2 separate regions of the Sus scrofa genome follow, and region 2 is linked to region 1. Evidence: chromatin contacts called from public Hi-C data. All regions are on one chromosome and are shown on one strand. The core of a region is the stretch at or near the end of the contact, and the rest is flanking DNA. Distances in the headings are between cores, read along the strand shown. Region 1 overlaps ARHGAP24 (rho GTPase-activating protein 24). Region 2 holds the start of ARHGAP24 (rho GTPase-activating protein 24).

Region 1 (6,005 bases), core at 1,832-4,331:
CCCTGCCCCAAGGAATTCAGTCTTCACTTGAAAGGTCAGGGTATGAGAGGAATGTTTTAAAAATCAAACCATACAGTGGAAAAAATAACAATTAAATATAAGAACTATCATATGAAGAAAAATGGATCTTTCATGATTTCGTGGTCCAGTGGTTCTGAGATTGGTTTACTGGAGGAGATGCTGGGAGAACTTGTGGAATTTGAAAGCAGACAAATTTCAGGCTCCAATGGAGTCCAACTGATGGGAGCTGTGCCCTCAAAGGACTCTTCTGGTAGGTGCTTCTGACCAGAGAACATTCTTCTGGGTGATACCCTTTGGGGGGTACTCTGCAGCCAATGAGCTGACCAATGTCTTGAGTTTATGGCATCAACTATTTTATCCGTGTTTTGTGCCTTCTATGCGGTGTAGTATGCGAGTAGGTACATGATCAGCACTTGTTGAATTTATAAGACTCTCCTCTGTTTACCTTTTTCTGGCAGCAGTTTACCTATATCTGAAAATGACAACTGCTTTGAAGATAAAAGCACCTCGCTTTAACCTCACATCCATACTTACACATTGTTTAGCATGAATAATGGAGAGTATTGAGACTAGATTAAGGGCCAGGAGGCTTCTGGAGATGGAGGACGTATTCCGACTTGTCCGGCTGGGGATGCGGCGGAGCAGGTGCTGCTCTGTGCCACGTGGCTCATTCCCTCTAATGCTGGGATACCTATTACGAGTGCTCTGAAATAAGGGCTTAACAAAGGGCATTTATGAGGATAGACAGATGTTTAAAAACTCAAGAATCGTTCAAAAGCAGCAGCACGACATTATGGAAAATACCCCTGAACTAGTACGAAAGATGATTCGATACAGCCTGCCCCTTGTGTTACGAGCTACGCTGGAGGAGTCCTGTTGGTCAGGAGTGTCACAGCTCCAAGGAACTGCCTGGTTTGCCTCTAAGGACATGGGGAGGGCTTCCTAGAAACCTGGGTCCATCTCAGCCTCCAACAGTCTCTTCCACCCTGTTTTTCCCTCCTTAAAAAAGTGGGGTTGCATTTAACAACAAATATGCCAAAGGTATCTTCTCATTACCTTCTCACTCAGAGGACTAATTTCCAGTCTCACTGAGGGAGTGCTATCCAGTCATGCGGTGAGCTGGGCCTCATGCCTTTCTCGCACATATAGAGTAAGGAAGTGACTGAGATTAAAAACAGAATTCAAAAAATTCTCAGATTCAGGGGCCACGGGACTCGGGGATCCTACTAAATGAAAAACATGTTTCAAGTAGAGAATGGCTTCCATATCTTCTTTGAATATTTGGGAAAAAAAGCTGAATTCACATCTGATAATCAACACAAACACAGCAGAACCACTGGGAAAAGACACATTAACAAATAGATGGATTCCTTGAAAGTGATGCTTTAAAAAAAAAAAAATACTGAGGATAAAAATCTAAAAAAACCCAACAACAATTCAATAGCTCTTACTAAAACCATCAGTCAATTGTGGGATTTGAAATCTGGGAAGTTCCTAGAAGTCACCTGCTCAAGCAGTTTCTAGCCTTGATGTTACACTGCTGTAGGATGAGCTATGCTGCAATGCGGCAATTGCTAATGGAAATTAAAATAGTGACGTTGGCAAGGGGTTTGCTTATTTATAATCAAAGTTAATTTCAGGTTACTTTCACTTGAGTTTTGGGTGCTTCCTTGAGCTGGAGAGCAAAGGGTAGAATGACGGCCACTACACTCTTGTGTTAACTTGCAGTGAGTCTCAACTGGCCTGGGCGTCCGCGTGGAAAGAGGAGGAAAGATTGGGAACGGAGACTGGGAACCACCCCTCCAGAGAAGACACCAATGCTTCTCTTCTCTGTCTGTTTGGTTTCTCCGATTCTTTCAAACACTTGACGTCCCTCAGTCTTCTATTCTATTCTTCCTCCAAGGTCCGAGACTTCTTTCGTTGTCCTAAGTATCTTCTTAATGATGCATTCTAGCTTCCGTTTAAATTCTGTGACTTTTTCTTAACCCCTTTTTTTCCAGCCAGGTAACTGTATGCAGTAATTTGACTGTCCCGTCTTTCTTTTGCTTTCAGTGTCTTCCTAGTGAATTTGAATTTCAAAACCATCCATTACCGCTCAGAGATTCAGGTTCTCTCGCTTTAACTGAGGTCCAGGGGCCCTGATGATGCCTTGAAACTTCACATAAACTGCGATCATCCCAGGCTTCAGTCCCTGGAACTCATTTAAAACAAGATGCTCACAGCATTTTACGTAAGTTAGGTACTCTGAATGAAATTTCAAGTATAACTTACCACAAAATATCTACCTTCTAACAAGTTAAAACAGTAGGCTAAAGGTCATCAAAATGATTATTTGTTGCTTATAAATGATGTACAATATGGCACTGAAATATAGCAAAGTCAGGGCAATATTTTGGTCTCCTAAGACGTGTAAACTAGCTAGCGACATTTTAAAAACTTGAAGCAATTAACAACAGAATCCATAAACTCTAGGTAACAGCACATGCTTTAGAGTCATGCAAACCAGAGACGAAACCTTGTCAAACCTCAGTTTCCACATCTGTAAATTGGCCCCCATCAAAGATCCCACCTTAAAGGCATCATTGTGAAATTTATGCAATACTTCTTTGCCTGGTATAGAGTGGGCATGGATTAATCAATTCAACATGCATTTATATCTACCTATATCTACAGATGCGCACACACGCACACACTTTTCATTCTCATCCTTTTTTTACATTTATCATTATTTGGTAATTCTGCAATTTATTCAATTCAGAAATGCAGGTTGCCTGCTCCACTAGGGAGCAAAATCAATTCAAGCGTAGCTGAATAAACAAGAAGACTTAATCAGGATTCCTTTTCTTTATTTTCCTCCTCCTTCTACTCCCTTGGGCCCTCCCTCGTTCCCTCCCAGGGTCCGTGTCGCACGAGATGAGAGAGACATCATTCCTAGCTCAGCTCAATGACTGCCTCTCCGTTGGGTCAGCTGCCAGCTTCTGCCTCCAAAGCCGAGGACAATCGCCCACTCTGTGCCCTGGTGACCAAATCCTGCCAACTGCTGGCAGATGGCGTCTTCCCCACAGGCGCTCTGGGAGTCACATGGCAACTGGCCTGTTCACTCCACCCGGCTTTCCACTCCCTCCCCCACTCTGGCCAACAGAACACAGACTTTTAAACGCTGTCATGTTTTTCCATAGTCCCTTCGATAGAAATGAGAGTTTTGAGCGAGCAGGTCTTTTGAGTTGGTTCGGTCTTTGAACGGCATAATCAGACCACGTGGTGTGGTGTCTGCTGCCCTGCTACCACATAAAACAGGAAGGAAAAGCACCGGGCCTGAAGAAGACATTCCCTCCTTGGGGCCCTTCTTTCCCCTCCCGTGCTCATGGAACGGAGCTGTGAGTTTGTAAAACTGTGTACCCAAATGTCTCCAGGCACCGAGAGAAATCCTGTTTCCATCTCAACTTTGATTCCGTTTCAATACCACGGCCCTTCTTCCAATTCCAATGGAAGAAGATGGCCCACAGTCAAGTAACAGAGGCAGTCCTTGGCCTCAGTGCTTGCAGCCATGTATGAGATATCTGGCATCCCCACCTGTCTCCATGCCATGCATATGCCCAATAAGACCAAACTGCATCTGCAAAAATAAGTCACACTCAGGCGGCAAGAAGCGTCACATACATAAGGACACCACTACTGGCCCTCAGAGATGTTTCTGAAAATGAAAACAGAAACCTGTTTTTTCATTTGTTTCTTTGTTTTTAGTGTTTTGTTTTCTTTACTTCTGAGGGCCTTTCATAAGATATCACCATAGGTCTGATGCTGAAGGGAGAAAACCCTCCTGTAAGCATCTGGCCTCCTCAGCCACTTCTGAAAGATTTGCAATATGGTGGCATGAAAGGGGTCCTGGCTCTGCCATCTTACCAGCTGGTGACCTGGGACAAGTAACTTCATGTTGAAGCTTCCTCTTCTTTGTAAAATTATGATGCAAATAGTGGCTACCTTCCAGTATTGTTGAGTTGACAAGAATCCAATCAGAATAAGTGCTCAAAAAAGTTCTTGCTCGTCTGTGCCTAGAAGGATCTGGGTGTCTGGGAGAGTGTGGGGCTGCTAAGGAGCAGCTACAGGTGGTATTATATTTGAAAATATCCCTGAGCGCAGCACAATGGTGGGCGAGGTGGGGGCATGTCTCACAGTAAATAAAACCATAGGCTAAAATATGCAAAGAATGACATCTTCTTCCACCCACTCAATGCAAAGGAAAGATAAGCAAGACCAGGGAAGGAAAGATGATGGTAAAAAGTGTCCTTACACTCGATTAATTGTTCACAGTCTGCCAACTATGAGCTGAGAACATAGAATACAGTGGTGAATAGAACAGGCTAAAAAACATAAACAAGGCATTAAATTCAGAATGTAAAGCCTTGTGACAGATATGAGCAGGAGGCCAAATAAATAACATTATTATAGAAGAAAATCTTTGCAAATGATATGACCAATAAGGGGTTAATATCCAACAAGTATAAACAGCTCATATAACTCAACATCAGAAAAACCCAAATGACCCAATTAAAAAATGGGCAAAAGAACTGAACAGACATTTTTTCCAAAGCAGAAATGCAGATGGCTAATAGGCCCAGAAAAGAAGCTCAACACCACTAATCATCAAGAGAAGTGCAAATCAAAACTACAATGAGATGTCACCTCACACCTGTCAGAATGGCCATCATCAAAGAGGACACAAATAACAAATGTTGGCAAGGATGTGGAGCAAGGGGAACCAGCCACCCTGGTGGTAGGAATGTAAATTAATGTAGTCACTGTGGAAAACAGTATGATGGTTCTAAAAATAGAATCACCACATGACCCAGCAATTCCACTCCTGGAACTACAGCTAAAAAAACAAAACCGCTAATTCAAAAAGATATTATGTATCCAAATGTTCAGAACAGCATTATCACAATTGCTGTAGTACAGAAATGGAAGCAACCTAAGCATTCATAAAGAGATGGATGGATAAAGAAGATAGATCCATATAAACACCAATACTTAAACACACACACATATATACTTATATATGCTATATTCTTTTTATGAATTTATATACACACATATATATAAGCAGTGTGGCTGGAGCACCGTGAGCAAGGGGTGCGGGGTAGGAGGGAGGTGATCCTGCTGGGCTGTGAGCGGTACACCGAGTTTGGATGACAGGCTAAGTGCAGGGGGAAGCTGCTGAAGCCTTCATATAGCCTGTGACTTGGGTTAGCTTATTTTAAAATGACTTTTACAGAGTTTTGGATGAAAATAGAGCTCAGAAATGCAGGAGATTGATGATACGGCCTAGACAGGAATGAGAAAGAGGTGATGGAGAGTAGAAGGCAGAGGAGAGATACATTTTGGAAGTATGGTCAGCACCTCTGGCGGATGGATTGGATGTCAAGGATGAGGAAGACAGAGGATTTAAAGATTATGCCCAGAGTTATGGAAAATCCTGAGTTTTTCATTCAGATAAATGCATACTGGCAACTATGAGACGTCCAGGAAGTTTAAATTATCAAACATAGGGCACTTGAGAGGCAGGAAGGAAGGAGGCAGGTAAAGAGGAGCAGGTGGGGAGCCCAAGCAGCTTCCCTAGGCTGAACCTAGAAAAGAGCTAGTTGCCACGTTAAGAAAGGCAGTCAACATCACCGCCTTTGGTCTGGGTTAGCAATGAGATCCTTCTGTGTAACACTGGGAACTATGTCTGGTCACTTATTTATTTATTTATTTATTTATTTATTTTTTGTCTTTTGTCTTTTGTCTTTTTTGTTGCTGTTGTTGTTGTTGTTGCTATTTCTTGGGCCGCTCCCGCGGCATATGGAGGTTCCCAGGCTAGGGGTTGAATCGGAGCTGTAGCCACCGGCCTACGCCAGAGCCACAGCAACGCGGGATCCGAGCCGCGTCTGCAACCTACACCACAGCTCACGGCAACGCCGGATCGTTAACCCACTGAGCGAGGGCAG
Region 2 (6,005 bases), core at 1,955-4,454, 510 kb after region 1:
TGGACAATGTAGCTAGATGGTAATTTGGGTTGGGAATAGAAGGAGGGATTTTCAGCTGTAGTACAGACTGGCCCTTTTGGACACTTCTAGGGGAATAAAGTGTGTCTCGCATGGTGTCCCAGGCAAATCCACAAAAGTCAGAGGTCGGGGAGGACCACAGCCTCACATGGTGGGGACAGGTGGTTTTGACAGACTGCAGATTTTCTCCTCTAGAACAAGAGCAGCAGTCTTGCATTTCATAAGTTTAATGGTTAAGCCCCATAAATAGAAAAACAAATCCCTGAAGACTATTTTGAGGGGCAGTGGGTCCGGATGTTCTTTCCTCCCTTCCGGTTTCCGTAATGGGGCATTTCAACCAGAAAGCTGGTGAGCTGATTGATGAGTTTGGGAGAGGAACTAGGTAGACTCAGTTCAGTCCCTATTGCCTCTCTCAGAGGGAGCCAGCTGCCCTGAGAGACGCTCCACCCTGCCTTTTGGTGGAACAGGGGTAGGCTCTACACAGGAGGCTACAAGCTGCCTGCCTCTGGCGGAGCTCAGAGTGTGGTATCAAGATGCCACCATTGCCACTTTCCAAGTCACAGTCAATCTTAGTTTATCAATCATAAAGGATAAAGGTAATATTTTGATCTCCAGCTATCCTACCCGATAAGTAAGGGGAGATTGGCATATACACATATAGGCATGTGTTATGAGCTTAAAAAGGGAAGCATAGCTTTCACTTACTAGTTACTTAAACAAGGTGAAAGAAGAGGACTCCACAAAATTCAGCCCAGTGAGATAATAAAGAGAAACTAAAGAGAAACCTCAATCTAGAGTTTAAGAGCCTTGGAGCTATACCAAAGGAAGATACTGGAAGAAGAAGAAGAAGAAGAGAAAAAAAAAAAAAACTTGCCTCCTCAAGGTTGCACTTGAAAAAAACTGAGCAAAATAAAATAAAAGTTCCAAGTACAGTATTTCACAACCTTTCAGGTTTTAAGTCAATAAAGGGGATTCCATGGAATTCTTTGAGCATCTAAGCTTAAGAGGCCAAGGGACATGCCTTAAAGTAGGAACTGGGCCATAGAAAAGCTATGATGAAACCAAAAGCAAAAGCAGAGCTGTTGGCAGTGACACTGTATATTAACCAAGAAGACAAAATGCCTTTTTCAACTTCCCTCATAACCTCACCTTTAGCATCTGCTGTCAGGCTGAAACACTCAATATGGTCATTTGTAAGACAGCAATGTATAGGTTGAGAAGTCAGAATGCTAAAGAAAATCAAGGAATGGGAAAGCAAACAAGGCATTTTCCTAACAGCATTTGGTTAATCTAGTTAAGCTTAATTGTGACCATATTGTCATGACCAGGGCAACATTTCTACTGGCCTTTACAGTTTGAAGGCACTTTTTATACGTCACTTCCAACAATTCTCTGATGCAAACCAAAGAGACATTATTCTTTCTTACCAAAAAATTTTAATTTAAAATCTAAGCTAAAGCTTACTCATGTCCATGGTTTAAGGTAAACTCATTTGCCACAACTAGGGATGGCTGATCAGAAGCAGAGAGCTTAATCCCCCATCTTCCTTCTAATTCAGTATTATTTTCTCTAACCCAGGTTTCATAAGCTGACAAATTAAAGAAGTGGTATTTTTCTCAGTAATATCTCAGCCCAAACTTGACCATTTCCTTTCTGACCACCATAGCAGGGTGAATCAGAGTTTCTTACTTCCCTAATGTGAATAATGAGATAACCACATCACATTGCATCCCTAATTCTCAAGTGAATTTACAAAAAGAAAGACATTATATTAATAAAAAAGACGGATGAAAAAAAAAGTTTTCATTTTCCAGTGCCACCCAAATGTCACCCATCTCAAATTCTCTAAAAGATTTAAAGGTGGAAATAAAAACATCTCAAGAGTGAATAATCATCCGAGCCTCCTGGCTCTGCCCCCCCCCCACCATCAATAACTACCTAACTCACAAAAACTGTTCCAACAGATAAACAAGCTAAAGTTATATTTAACATTTAAAATTTTAAATCCATATTAAAATCACATCAGGGTAAGACTGAGCTCTTGACTGACATGACCTTTTAAAGTTGTGATCACGTGTATATGCGTGTATGGTGTGCACACACACACACACACACACACCACAAGCTGGTAACCTGATTTTATTCTGTTTAATCATCAAGTCTGAGTAGACTGGTGATTAGCTACCTTGACTCTGAGCAATTCAGAAGACTTGAGGAGCTAGACTCTTCCAGATAATTTTGACAGGAACTTTCCAGTTGTTTCTTTCACTGATGCAGGTCAAATCAGAAACATCTTCCCCCACTCCTATGTCAGAGGTAATATGTCGTAGGGAAAAAAATACCTCAGGAAGCCAACTCCTCTACCCAGGATGACAAAAGTACACACTGAGGACGCCAGCTTTTGTGTAGTTCCCGTCACCTGGAGAATTAGGATTCTTTTAGGTTTCCGCATTTATTTCCTCCTCTCGTCTAACTGCTGACAATCTTTCTCCATCTGTATCATTACCTCACAGTCGGCTGAAAAGACGAGAGTTGATCTACAGAAATCTTTTGATAAACCCAGGCTGACTGTGTTTCATCCTTAGATAATTGGCTTCACAGAGATGCTTTCGCCAAAGAATATGAACTATGCACTCAAGGCTGTTCTTCATAATTGAGGCTGACGTGTCTCACAACCTCTCGCCGGCATGACATTCACTCTCAACCCAGAGTTACGAATAGGAAGGTCACACGCTTAGTTTGTCTGCCGCTCACCCACCTGCACATGTGGGACCTTTGGATCACTGACACGCTATTTTTCAGAGGGCAAAAATAATATAAGATCTTCATTTTCACAGATCCCTGTAACAAAAACTACCAAAGACAGAAGAAAAGCATTCCACCAAACTTAAGACCACCAGCTATCTAGCCAAAACACAGCACACAATTAAAGCCAGGCTATCTCTCCTAAGAAAGTCATACAGCCTCAGAATTTTGTTTGGCAAGAGATAGTCACAGCTTTTTCACAGCAGCATTGGTTAGAACCCTTTACTGAAAGAAAAGACTAGGATTTTATTTGTATCAACTTTTGTGGCTTCCCTACACTATTGCTATTTACTTCCCACATAAACGATAAATGAATAAATTGTATCCGGATACTCACAGCAGAGAGCTCAGTTCTGGCCCTAACATCAGACGCCTCCGCTGCAGACTGAATGCTACTGTTGGGAGGTGCTTTTATTTTCCTAGCAAAGTAGCACCCTCTAGTGGCTTTTCCAAATTATCAAGAAGTAAACGCCAAGCATGTGACATAATTTGTTTACTATCCAATTACGCAATGTCAAAACACTCAGGTGAGAACAAAAGCTTGGTCTAGGCATTAGAGGAAGCATATTCCAACCTCACTGCATGCTTTCTGTAGGGATGATGGCTTTTAAGAGAAAATATGTTTAAACATCATTCCTCTTTCATTTATATAGTGTACTTCTAAGAAAAATATACCACTACTTGGAAATAGTTACTTATTATTCTATGATGATGATGATGCTATTACTGGTATCATTGTTTTCTTTTGCTAAGCATTTACTATATTCAGAAAATGTATTTTTTACACATTTTACCTCATTTAAAACTCACTATAGGGAGTTCCCTAGTGGCACAGCAGGTTAAGGATCTGGTGTTGTCACTGTGCAGCTTAGGCTGCTGTTGTGGTGCAGGTTCAGTCCCTGGACTGGGAACGTCAGCATGCCATAGATGTGACCAAAAAAACTCACTATAAATATATAACCGAGATTTATCCTCATCCTGTGTTACAGATGACAATACTGAGGCCCACATATATAATGTAAGTTGCCCAAGACTGAGCACCTAAGAAGAGGTCAAGAAAAACTGAGACTCAAACCATCTTTAGGTGTTCCCTCGAGCCACATCAGGTTAAGGATCTAGCACTGTCACTACAGTGGGTCCGGTCACAGCTATGGCAAAGGAACTTCCACGTGGCATGAGTGTGGCCAAAAAAAAAAAAAAAATCCTTCAGTGTTGGGAAAGACTCTTACTAACCCAATTTTGATAAGCAGAAATTACCAGTAGCTTTCACATGTATCCAGAATTATGGAAATGTAAACCCAAGGGAATTATTCAATAACATAACTAAAAGTGAAAATTTGTGTAAAGTCTTCATTTTATGTTAGAAATACAACCATTTTCTATAGCAAATAAGTCATATAGCAATTCTTGAATGGCAAGAAACATTCTCCAGAGAGCCAGCGTAGTTCTCATATTTTACCACAATGCCTTACGAGAGGGCACAACGCTTGCTCAGTCATGATATTTTATAAAATCAAAAGAGGTATATTGATTCAGTTAGGTATTCAATAAACAAGAATTGAATGGCTCCAGCTTTACCTCTAATTCGGACAGGCAATGAACCAAGATATTTCCACAATTCAAGCTGCTGTATGAATACTGAGAATTATCAGGCAAGAAAGACCCTTGAACTAATAATTTTTTCATGGCTGCAGTGTCCATATGTGCCATCTTAGAGCCACGTGTTTGATTCCAGTAGATAAAACTCTTTTTTTTTCCCCTACTATAAAGCATGGGGACCAAGTTACACATACATGTATACATACTTTTTCTTCCCATTGTTGTGTTGTGATGTAAGTATCTAGACATAGTTCTCAATGCTACACAGCAGGATCTCACTGTAAATCCATTCCAAGAGCAATAGTTTGCAAGCTCCCCCCACCCCATCCCACCCCCCGGCAGCCACAAGTCTATTCTCCAAGCCTATGATTTTCTAATATACAGCACAAACGAATGTTTCCACAGATACAACTCTTTTGGATATTTACACAAGGCTTGAAGAAACCTAGAGAGGCAAACAGGAAGAATGTTTATGAAGCATCCACTAGCTTCTTATAAGTAGTCTTGTTCTTCACACCTACCACTGTGGCAGAGGCTGCTTACTGTTCATCAAACCAATTTCCTTTTCTTCTGAAGCACATAGTTGACTATATTTCCAGCCTACGCGATACTTGAGTGAGACCACGGACCTTGGATTCTCACCACTGGAAAGTGAGCAGAAGCAGTGTTCTGCACTTCCACGCCCAGCCCAGGAAAATCTCCCTCTTGAGGTCCTGCGGGTCCCTCTCCCCTTCCAGGTGATGAGAATGGAGGAAGGTCCCAGGCCCCGTGGACACCGAATGCTGCCGCCAGCAGAGCCACCAAAGGAAGGAAGGGGCTGGCTCCCTGAATCGTTGCTTAGAGAAACAAAAAATGCGATAATCAGGATCATGCATTTTGCAGTTACGGGGAGTAAGAAACAAACTTCCATACACTTTGAGTCATTATGTAGCTTTGCATGTGATTGTTAGTTATAGCAGTAAGCTTTACCTTCGTGCAGGTATTTAATTTGCACAGCAAAGTTGTAAGTTTATGTCGATGGATCCTATGTTACAGGTGAAAAAAACCAAAGTTCAAATAGTTTAATAACTATCCTATGTATTCACAACCATAAAATTCAAACCTGGGCCAAACCTGTAACTCTCAAACTCTAAAATATATGCTCTGTCCTCTATATTACACTAATAGTTTATCCCTCTGCCTCTTAAGGGTAATGCAACTACCCTCGTTCTTTGTATTAATCAGCTTAGTTATATACTGCAGTAGCAAATGACTGAAAATCTGAGCTTTTGACAAGAATGAAATCATTTATGTATGTGTGAGCTTCAGCTCCTGCCGAATGCCTTCCTCATCTTGGGACCCAAGCTGAAGGAGCAACCCGGATTTTGATGGAATAGCATAAGAAAAGAATATAGGTATATTTCGGTGATATTGTGGATTCAGTTAAAAGCCACCATGATAAAGCAAATATCTCAATAAAGCAAATCATACAAACTTTTTGGTTTCCAAGTACATATAAAAACCATGTTTTTACTATTCTGTAGCCTATTCAGTGTGCAATAACATTAGGTCCAAAATACAATGTACGTGCCTTAATTTTAAAA

The links. Hi-C and Micro-C count contacts between places; a contact is called where the count stands out from the background.
Region 2: a contact with region 1 is called in a Hi-C map of brain, with 4 times the contacts expected there. The contact joins the promoter of ARHGAP24 here to the enhancer-like site in region 1. A contact is called at or near these places in 16 of 47 Hi-C or Micro-C datasets (alveolar macrophages, brain, embryonic fibroblasts and 11 more) and 1 of 2 datasets of contacts at active chromatin or transcription factors (skeletal muscle).

Annotation. Positions count from the first base shown.
Region 1 is chr8:132,991,725-132,997,729 of Sscrofa11.1, forward strand. All of the region lies in intron 3 of ARHGAP24 (rho GTPase-activating protein 24), which reads right to left. Among named protein-coding and RNA genes, the nearest start is that of ARHGAP24, 510 kb to the right of the region's middle. Within about 2 kb of position 3,082, at least 10 of the 83 cell types and tissues checked have an H3K27ac peak or open chromatin away from gene starts, as enhancers often do. A contact at or near this core is called in brain, fetal skeletal muscle, retroperitoneal adipose tissue and 1 more, where this site is marked.
Region 2 is chr8:133,502,861-133,508,865 of Sscrofa11.1, forward strand. ARHGAP24 (rho GTPase-activating protein 24) reads right to left here and starts at 3,205. Exons shown (of 10, transcript XM_021100782.1): 1 at 3,161-3,205.